2 separate regions of the Sus scrofa genome follow, and region 2 is linked to region 1. A link is a contact called in public HiChIP or PLAC-seq data. All regions are on one chromosome and are shown on one strand. Each heading gives the region's core, a stretch centred on a gene start, on an enhancer-like site or on the middle of the called end of the contact. The rest is flanking DNA. Distances are from core to core; before and after follow the strand shown. Region 1 holds the start of SCUBE2 (signal peptide, CUB and EGF-like domain-containing protein 2). Region 2 holds the start of RPL27A (60S ribosomal protein L27a).

What was found. HiChIP or PLAC-seq counts read pairs in DNA pulled down with a chosen protein or histone mark.
Region 2: a contact with region 1 is called in an H3K27ac HiChIP or PLAC-seq map of skeletal muscle, with 2.4 times the contacts expected there. The contact joins the promoter of RPL27A here to the promoter of SCUBE2 in region 1. A contact is called at or near these places in 1 of 47 Hi-C or Micro-C datasets (embryonic fibroblasts) and 1 of 2 datasets of contacts at active chromatin or transcription factors (skeletal muscle).

The regions. Positions count from the first base shown.
Region 1 is chr9:387,552-391,487 of Sscrofa11.1, forward strand. SCUBE2 (signal peptide, CUB and EGF-like domain-containing protein 2) reads left to right here and starts at 2,255. Exons shown (of 21, transcript XM_021062256.1): 1 at 2,255-2,369; 2 at 3,368-3,490. The coding sequence starts at 2,255.
Region 2 is chr9:710,466-715,014 of Sscrofa11.1, forward strand. RPL27A (60S ribosomal protein L27a) reads right to left here and starts at 1,945. Exons shown (of 5, transcript XM_003482496.4): 1 at 729-1,945; 2 at 301-364. The coding sequence starts at 731. TRIM66 (tripartite motif-containing protein 66) reads left to right here and starts at 1,106. Exons shown (of 23, transcript XM_021062260.1): 1 at 1,106-1,230; 2 at 3,110-3,333. The coding sequence starts at 1,217.

The sequences.
Region 1 (3,936 bases), core at 1,005-3,504:
GAGAGCTAGGAGGACAACCAGGAGCTTGCCTGCTGCAGGGAAACAAGAGCCAAGGGAGAGAGCATTTCTAAAGGGAGTTTCCAGAGGCTGCTGAAGAGTCGAAAAAGTGGGGCACTGAGAGGTGGGCAGCGAACGCAGAGTCCTCCTGAGCTGCACGTGGTTTCCGCTTCCGCCGTCTTCCTGGGGCCCCAGGCCCCCACCAGTGCGACGGCCAGGCTGGGCTGCCTGTCCCCTCCGGTCTGGTTCATGGCCTCTCAGCCTGGGGCGGGAAGAGGGAGGTTCAGGAACCATGCGGGGACCTCAGGGGGACAATAGAGGGCGGACAGCCGCTGGCCCTGGGCCCGCCAAGCCCCTCCTGCAGCGGGTCCCTGACGTTGGAGCACAGATTTCCCCTGGAGCCCTCCATGGAAATTCCCAGTTATTAACCATCTTGACTGATTGGAAGCGTCAGAAAGGTTTGCGCAGGAATCCAGGAGCTGACCCGCTGAAAGCACATCTGTATGGAAGTTAGGGCAAACAAAATAGGATTCCGAACATTTTTGGAGATCTGTGCCAGCTGTAAACGTTTCCAGGAAACACAACAAAAACTGACTCTCTTAGGCAAAAAAACATTGGGTCTTAGAACTACTTTGTATCCTTACTAAAATATAAGCTCGGGGGACCAGTGAAGGCAAAGAATAGCGTGTCTGGTTTCTTGCCCGGCACAAGGGGCTGGAGAAGACGCCTAGAGAGGTGACTGGGCAGCCTTGTGTATTTAGATGCTTTGACTGGAGCCAAAATGGTCTGTGCCACACAGTGGGCACTTTTGGGTTGGATTTTAAAGGAAAATAACTTTGATCATTTCAAAAGCAATGACGCTTAATGCAGCGGAGAGAAAAGAAGGTGGTAATTTATGGCCACTGTTAGGGACACAAAGACAAAGACGGAGAGAACCGTTCACCTAGTGAAGATTTACAAATGTGTAAAACCACCCTTAGGACTAGAAATAGCTGAGTGTCTCTTGGCACCAAACAAAAGGGGGCGAGAGTGAGGAGGGAAAGAAAAAACCTGCCTGCCTTCGCTGGGGATGAAGAGGTCAAAACAAAAACAAAAACAAACCAACCACAGCAAAGTTCTTATTTTCTCAGATTCTCCAGCAGACAGCAGCGGCGCTAGCAATGAAGACCCGAAGAGGCAGTCCCAGCCCCGCGGGGCAGCAGCGGAGAGGGCAGGGGGCTGGGGGCCCGGGGAGGGCGGTGGACCCCAGGAAGATAAGGTTTTGTGCCTGAGCTCGGTGGGGATTTTTTGTGATGTTTATTTTTTTCTGATTATCAAAGGAATGTATACACACACACACACACACCTGTATGGATGTACCTAGTCATAGGGAAAATTTAATAAATGCAGAGAAGCTCAAAGCACAGGCAAACCCCTGAGTACGGTGGATTGTCGCACCTTGGAATTGCTGCTACCTGGGGAGAGGCTGATGCTGGGGGTTGGGGGGGCGGCTCTGGTCACCTGTGCCCCTGTGTAGGTGTGTTTCCTTGTAAAGGTGCCTTGCTCGCAGACCCAGGTGGCTGCCGGTATCTGCAGCTGGGCTGACCTGAGGTTTACAAGTCCAGCTGGTGCCACCTGTGCCACCTGTGCCCCAGGCAAAGTGGGGTGGTCTCCTGTCCCTGGTGCCTCACCCTCGACCTCCCGCTTCCTTTCCCTTCGCCTTTTAGGCTGCTCTGAAGAGACATCGAACCCCAGGCTAGGACAAGAGGACTGCCGTCCTGGGAGGACTGGGGGGCAGGGGGTGCAAGGGGGCCTGGGATGGGCAGGATGGGGAAGGGGCAGACAGGGTGTGCCAGGGGAGCAGAGAAGCAACTCTGAAGTCTGCGGTCGCTCTCATTCCATCCACACTAAAGGCAGGTAAGCCTTGCAGGTGGCTTTGGGATCTGGGGACTCTAGGACACTTGCTGGGCTCCCCGTGTCCGCCTACTTCAGGCCAGAAGCGCCGTTTGTCCTCCCGAGAGGAGCCGGGCCAAGCCGGAGGACCCCGCACAGGTTGGGCGAGGGCCCGGGGCGCGGCAGGCTGCGGGGCCTGCGCGAGGGCCCGGGGCACCCGGCGAGCCCGCCCCCGCCCGGGCCCCGCGGCCGCGCCCCTCGGCCGAGCGGGGGCGGGAGGGCGCGGGGGAGGTCCGTGCGAAGCGGGGGCGGGGGCGGGGGGCCGGCAGGCCGCCCTCACCTCTCCGCGCCGCCGCCGCCTCTTCTCCGGGCCGCCGCGCGGGCCATGGGGGGCGCAGGCCGCCGCCGCGGGGGCGCGGCGCGGGCGCTGCTGCCGCTGCTGCTGTCGCTGCCGCTGCTGCTGCTGCTGCGGGCGGCCGGCCCCGGGCCGCCGGAGGAGGGTGAGTGTCCCGCCGCGGGGCGCACCTGGCGCGGGGCGGGGGCGGCGGCAGGGTTCCGCGTGTCCTGCTCGCCCGGGGCTCTCCCGCAGGCCGGGCCGAGGCGGCGCCCCCGCACGGGCTTGAGGCCCGGGGCCTGGGGACACGGCCGGCCTCGGCCCCGGCCCCGATGGCCGTGCCCCCGGCGCGCTAGCGGTCTGCGCGGGGAGCGGGCCGGGCGGCCGCGGGCGGAGGCGGGGAACCGAGGGCTCGGCCGCGGCCCGCGCGAGGTCCAGGCAGCTGCGCCCCCGGCATCGCGGCCCAGAGGTGGCCCGCGGGCCTCGCGTCCGCCCCGGGGAGTTTTCTCCCTGCGCAACAGCCGCTGTTTGACAGGCCGAGACCCCGTTCTGCACCCAAACTGGAATCAAAATACTTTCAAAACGCTTTTGTTTTGAAGGAGCCCCCGGAGCGCTCTCAGCCCGGGAAGCGCTTCTCCCGGGGCCCGGCGCGTCTGGGGTGTGTGCCAGCCCAGAGCCAGAGGGTTGCCTCAGACCCCAACCCGGAGGAAGCTGGCAGAGCGGCTCTGTTCTCAGAGCGCTTGTGCCCGCTCCAACTCTCCCCCGCCGGGCCCTTGCCCCGCCTGCTCACGTGCCAGGCGCTGGCCTAGGCCGCAGGGACTCAGATCCGCGCTGTGGTCCCGGGACGCCGTCTAGCCCAGGAGACAGGCAGGAAAAGTGGTGGTGTGATATGTGACACATCTTAGGGGTCGCCTTCTGACACTCCCGGGTCATGACAGGCTTCCTAGGTGAGGTGGGTCTGAGCAGAGTCCTGAAGGCCATTGTAGAGGGCATCCCAGGCAGAGGGCACCCTGGGCAGAGGGCGCAGGGTGTGCCTGGAAACCGGGCCTGGAGGCTCATCCCAGGAGCTCCCAAGCGGTTTAGCTGGTGTTGCCAGGAAGGGGTCAGGGCCAGGCCACCCAGGGCTTAGGACACCCTACCAGGAGCTGCCGTGCTGTTTTGCAGATGTGGACGGGTATGCCCAGGGGGTGGACGATTGCCACACCAATGCCCTGTGTCAGAACACACCCACCTCCCACAAGTGCTCCTGTGGGCCTGGCTACCAGGGGGAGGGCAGGCGGTGTGAGGGTAAGTGACTTGGGGACCAGCAGAGGGGCGCCAGCGGCGGAAGCTTCCTTAGCTCTTGCACTGGCCGCTCATGTTGGTGAAAGTGCTGCTCTGCCCCCCCCCAGCACATCAGCCCCTCCCTGCAGCGCATTTCAGATCCTTAAGAGACAGGGAACATCGGGTCTTCCTGAGGGCTGGTCATACTGTTTTATCTGCTTCTGCATTGTCCTTTTGTCTAGCTTCTAAAAGCAACAACAACAACGAAAGGCACGTTCGTATCTTTTGGTCCCGAGTCACTCAGCTTAGGGGGCAGAAGGTCAGCAGCCTTGTTGGTCGGGAGAGCCATGCCACCAGAGCAAGGCTGGCCTGGCGCCTCCCTGAGGCAGCTGGCACTTTCACTCCGGAGCTGGAGTGCCAGGGCCTGCTCTCGCGTGAGGCTCCGGCGGCTGTCTTTCCATGACTTTTCC
Region 2 (4,549 bases), core at 695-3,194, 320 kb after region 1:
CTGTTAGCAACCGGCAACACTATCCCTCTAGGCTCCAGGCTAAACACTGCGAAGCAAGGCTTCCCGTCGCAACACTAACGCGGTAATAACTGGCCTTCAACCAATTCAAGACTGAGCCCCGCTCAATCTGCAGGCCCCCAAATGATATCAAATCCTCTCAAAGCGGAGGGTTTTCAGAGAAAAGGCCAACGGCTAACGATCAAGTTCGACGGGCTCCACCGCACAAAGCTTCACCCACCTCTCTAAGCTCATCTGCCGGGGACAGCCCGAGGCCGGCCAGGACGGGAAACCGGCACTTACCGATGCGGCCGTGGCCGTGGCTCACGTGGCCGCGGAGTTTCCGGGTCTTCCTTAGTCTGGACGGCTGTGTGGGAAAAGGTGCCCGGGGTGAGGCCCTGGGAGGTGGGGCGGGGGCCACGCTTGCCAGCCTGGGAAGGGGCTGGGGCGGGGGTCTGCTCTGCGGCGCCTTCAGCGAAGCTGAACCAGGCTGATCACCGCCTGGTTCTCATCAGGGAGGCGCCCGGGTCCGCGTGTCTCAGGAATCCGGACTCCGGGAAGAACACGCGGCCCCAGGCTCCCCGCCCCGTCCCGGCCGCCCCGGCCGGCGGCCGGACGTGAGCGGCCTGGAGGATGAGGCCAAAGGCGGGAGCAGGTGGCTGGGGGAGCAGGTGAGCAAAGCTCGCGGCCTAGGGTAGCAACCACACGGGCGGACCAGGACAATCACCTACCATGTCGGCGGCCGCGACGCAAGAGGAAGGCCTCGGCAAAGTCTCGCGAGCTATCGGGCCCAGGGGCGGAGCCCACGCCTCACTTCCGGCTCGGGGGGCGGGGCCTGCGAGGGCGCGGATCTCGCGCGATTACAGGTCTTGCCGTTTTCGCATCCGGGGGTTGAGCTCGCCATCGCAGAGCTGTTCCGGGGGCGGCGGCGGGGCCGGGAGCCCTGCGCGGTGCAGTGAGTGCGCTGGCGCTCGCAGGCTGAGCTCTGCCGCCGGGGGCGGGGCTTGAGGGCTGCGGTGCGCGCCGCGGGCGGGAAAGCCGCCGGGGCCGCCGGTCTCAGCTCCCCGCCGACCGCCGCAGCCCTGAGCAGTCCCGCGGGTCTCGCTCTGGTTTTGGTGGCTGGCTCGGGCCGGGCGTAGCGGCCGCTTGGCTTGTCCCCTGGCCGCGTGAGGAGCCACTTTTGGCCTTCGGTGCCCACCGGGTCCTCACCCCGCGGCGTATGGAGCGTCCCAGGTCAGGGGTAGTCGGAGCTGTGGCCGCCAGCCTGCACCACGGCCGCAGCAAGGCCGGCCTTTAACCCGCTGAGCGGGCCCAGGGCCGAACCCGCGTCCTCACGGACGCCAGTCGGGTTCGTTAGCCTCGCTCTGGTCCTTTTAGGCTCCGTTTTTGATGTCTCGCCCACCTTCCCGGGCCTGCGCGCCCACGCTCTCGGTCTTCCTCGCTCCTTCGCCCTTGTGCCTGGTCCTGGCCTTGTCCTCGCTTTGAACAGCCTCAGTTCAGGGACCTCTGCGCTTGCTCGCGTTAAGGTCCTGTACTCTCCAGACCCTGTAGATTTTCCGCCGCTCTCTTGTAATTTTCACTGGCACCTACTGGGCGCGCCTGTGAGCCCCTCCTCTTCTGGACAGAGAACCCCCGCTCAGTCTGGACCCAAAGTGAGCGTCCCCTCTTGGAAAACTGACCCATCCGGTCACGGTTGCTCACATGCCCCCACTGGGCCTCCTCAAAAATCTAGGGCGTGGCTCTTAGAGAATCTTGATCTGCGTTTGTCTTTCCTGCTGGACCAAACTCCTCAAAGACTGGAGGATTATTTTCTTTTTATCCATGTACTCCCAGCTCCCGGCATGTAGTACATGTTCAACAAATGATCGTTAACTAAAGTGGAGGGGGCACCCTTCCCGTGTTAAGTCTCAACCAGTGTTCAGGATCACAGTCCATCAGTTAGTCTGTGTGTGTGTGTGTGGTTTCTGTGCCATGTTCTGTAAAGCTAAAATACTGCTTAGCTAAAATATCCTAAATTCTCCCTGTCTCTCTTTCCTACCCTTGCTCCTTCCTTTTCAGCCAAGTTCACCCAAAGAGCAGTCAACAAATCCTGTGCATTTGCTAGTTTCCTGTTCATCCTTTAATCCATCACAGTCTAGCCCTCAGTCCCATTATTGTAATTAAAGTGCTCCTACCAAAGTCATCAATTAACCAAACTCCAAACTGCATGGACTCTTCTCCATAGCACTTGTACTCTGTCTTAACCCATTTGACTTCTTTTTCTAGAGCACCTCTTGCATTCTTCCTACCAGTCTTCCTTTCAGGTTCTTCTGCCTTTGTCCACCGTTTAACTGTTGGTATTCTTCAGCCGTCTGTGCTTGCCCCTGTTAAGGTTTCGTAGGATGCCGTCTCTCCGGCGAGCTCATCTTGGGTGGCTTCCGTCTTCATCTGTGTTGCTGACTCCACAGTCGTATTCACTTAATTACGGGCTAGTTTCCCTCCGACATTCCGAGGGATGTCAGGGAGACGGAAAAAATTATCCTGAGCATCCTTTTCTCTGACACGCTGTCACCAAGTCCTTTTTTAGCCCTCCTGGCACTCCTTCGTGAAGGCCCTTCTCACATCGCTTCTCTGGGGTTCAGCGCCCTCCTGTGATCACCCTGCCTGCACTCCCCCCTCCAGCCCCTCCGTCCTTCACGCCTCTGCCAGGTTCATCTTCCCCAGCCACGACTCTCATGCTTTCACTTACTTCATCAACAAGTTCAGGAGCCCCAGCTGGCCCCAGAGAACAGCGCAGACTCCCCTCCACTTTCCGACACAGGTTTTCTACTGCAGCCAAACTTGAGCCATCCCTGCTGCCCTTCCTCCTGTGAGGTCCTGTTTCTCATGCCAGCTATACTCCCCCTCCTGACCGGAGGTCCTGAAGCTTCCTCTCCTTCTTCAGAGACCCACCTTATCCCCTCCCAGTGCCCAGCTATAATAGCCGAACACAGGCTGCAGTTTCCAGAGTGCATGTGCCTCAGGGGTCCGCACCCCCAGCCCCGGGTGCAGGGCACCGAGGCCCAGCAGGTTGCCTGGCTGCCAGGCGCCAGGGCTGCTGAGACAGAGCCGGGCCTGGTCTCTGTCCCTCCAGGTCTCCTGCCCTTTCCTCAGTGACCACACGCCCTCTGACCTCACAGTGCTGGGGCCTTCATCGGGCCTGGAGCCCTTCGTCCCATGCTGCCTGTCGCCAGCAGAAAGAGGGGCCTGGGGCGTCGGGGGCAAGGCCTGAGAAGAGGTCACCCTCCATCCGGCATCAGGAGCGGCCCGTGCGTGCGCGAGCGGTGAGCGGAGCTCCCTGGACACGGCCCCGAGGAGGTGAGCCGGGCAGAGCGTGGGCAAGGAAAGGTCACCCCCGGTGTCCAGCACGGAGGGGCTGCAGCCAGGACCAGGGCTGCAGGGGCCGGGGGCCGGGGCTCTGCCGCAGGGGCGTCGGCCGGCTGGCTTCTCGGCGCGCGGGCCCGTCCTCTGCCGACCAGCGCCCCGCGTCGGGTTCTGGGCTCGCTTGACCTTCGTCTCCTCGGCGGCTTGACCTCGGGCCAGGGAAGCGCCCTGGACGGCTCTCTGCCCCGGCTTTCCGCGCAGCCCCTCTGCTTCACTGGGCAGCCACGTGGCTGGGAGCGAGGCTCCGTGGGCCTGGTCGGGGCGGTCGGCTTCCCGCCGTCAGCGGCTCTGAGCGGGCGGGCGAGCAAGCGAAGCGGGTCCTCCCTCTGCAGAGGCGAGCAGGGGCCGCCGTGAGGCTCCGGGTGACCCGTCCTGCCTGCTGTGGTCCTGGACGGCACCTCCGAGGGCCGCGCTCTCAGTGACACCTCTTCTGAAGTAGAGGGTGTGCCTGTGGCATCTCAGCCCTCTGGGCGCCCCCAGGGAGTCAGGGCCTCAGCGGACACCCGTGCCACCAGCGGACGCGGGCGGGTGTGTGCGCACTGAGCTTTCTGCTCCCCCGGGGCCCTCTCCAGGTGGCCTTGTGCTCACACTCCCTTGCTCTCCTCTCCGGGTCCCTGAGTCACCAGCTGTCCTGCAGCAGCAGCACCACGGTGTCCCCGGGCTTGTTTTCTTGCCGTCCGTCCTCAGATGTGGGCACTTGGAAATACCACGGTGCTTTCCTTTTCAAGTAGAGGATGGTTAGTTTAAGATAAGAAGAGTCAGGATGTCTTTTCTAAGTGGGAATTTGAGAAAAACTCAGAAAGCCAGATTTATTTCAGAAAGAATTTTAGGAGTCATGCGTAATAGAAAAGACAGTAAAGTATTAAAAAAAATTTTGAAAAAAAAAATCGAGACGTCTCAGGTCGTCGTGCCCACTGTGCTGCTTTCGTGTCTAGGTGGGACCTTCCGGTGTCCCTGCACGTGGAGACACAGCTGTCTGCAGAGCCGGCGGCCGGGCATGCAAACCCCTTTGTATTCTGCTTTTCATTTAGGGTCGTTGTATTTTTCTGTGTCACTACCCAGTGTTCGTGATGATTCTTCTTAACCGCCAGCCCAAGAATCCTTTATCTTAAGTGTGTACTATAATTTCCTCTGCTCTTTTCTCATTTCT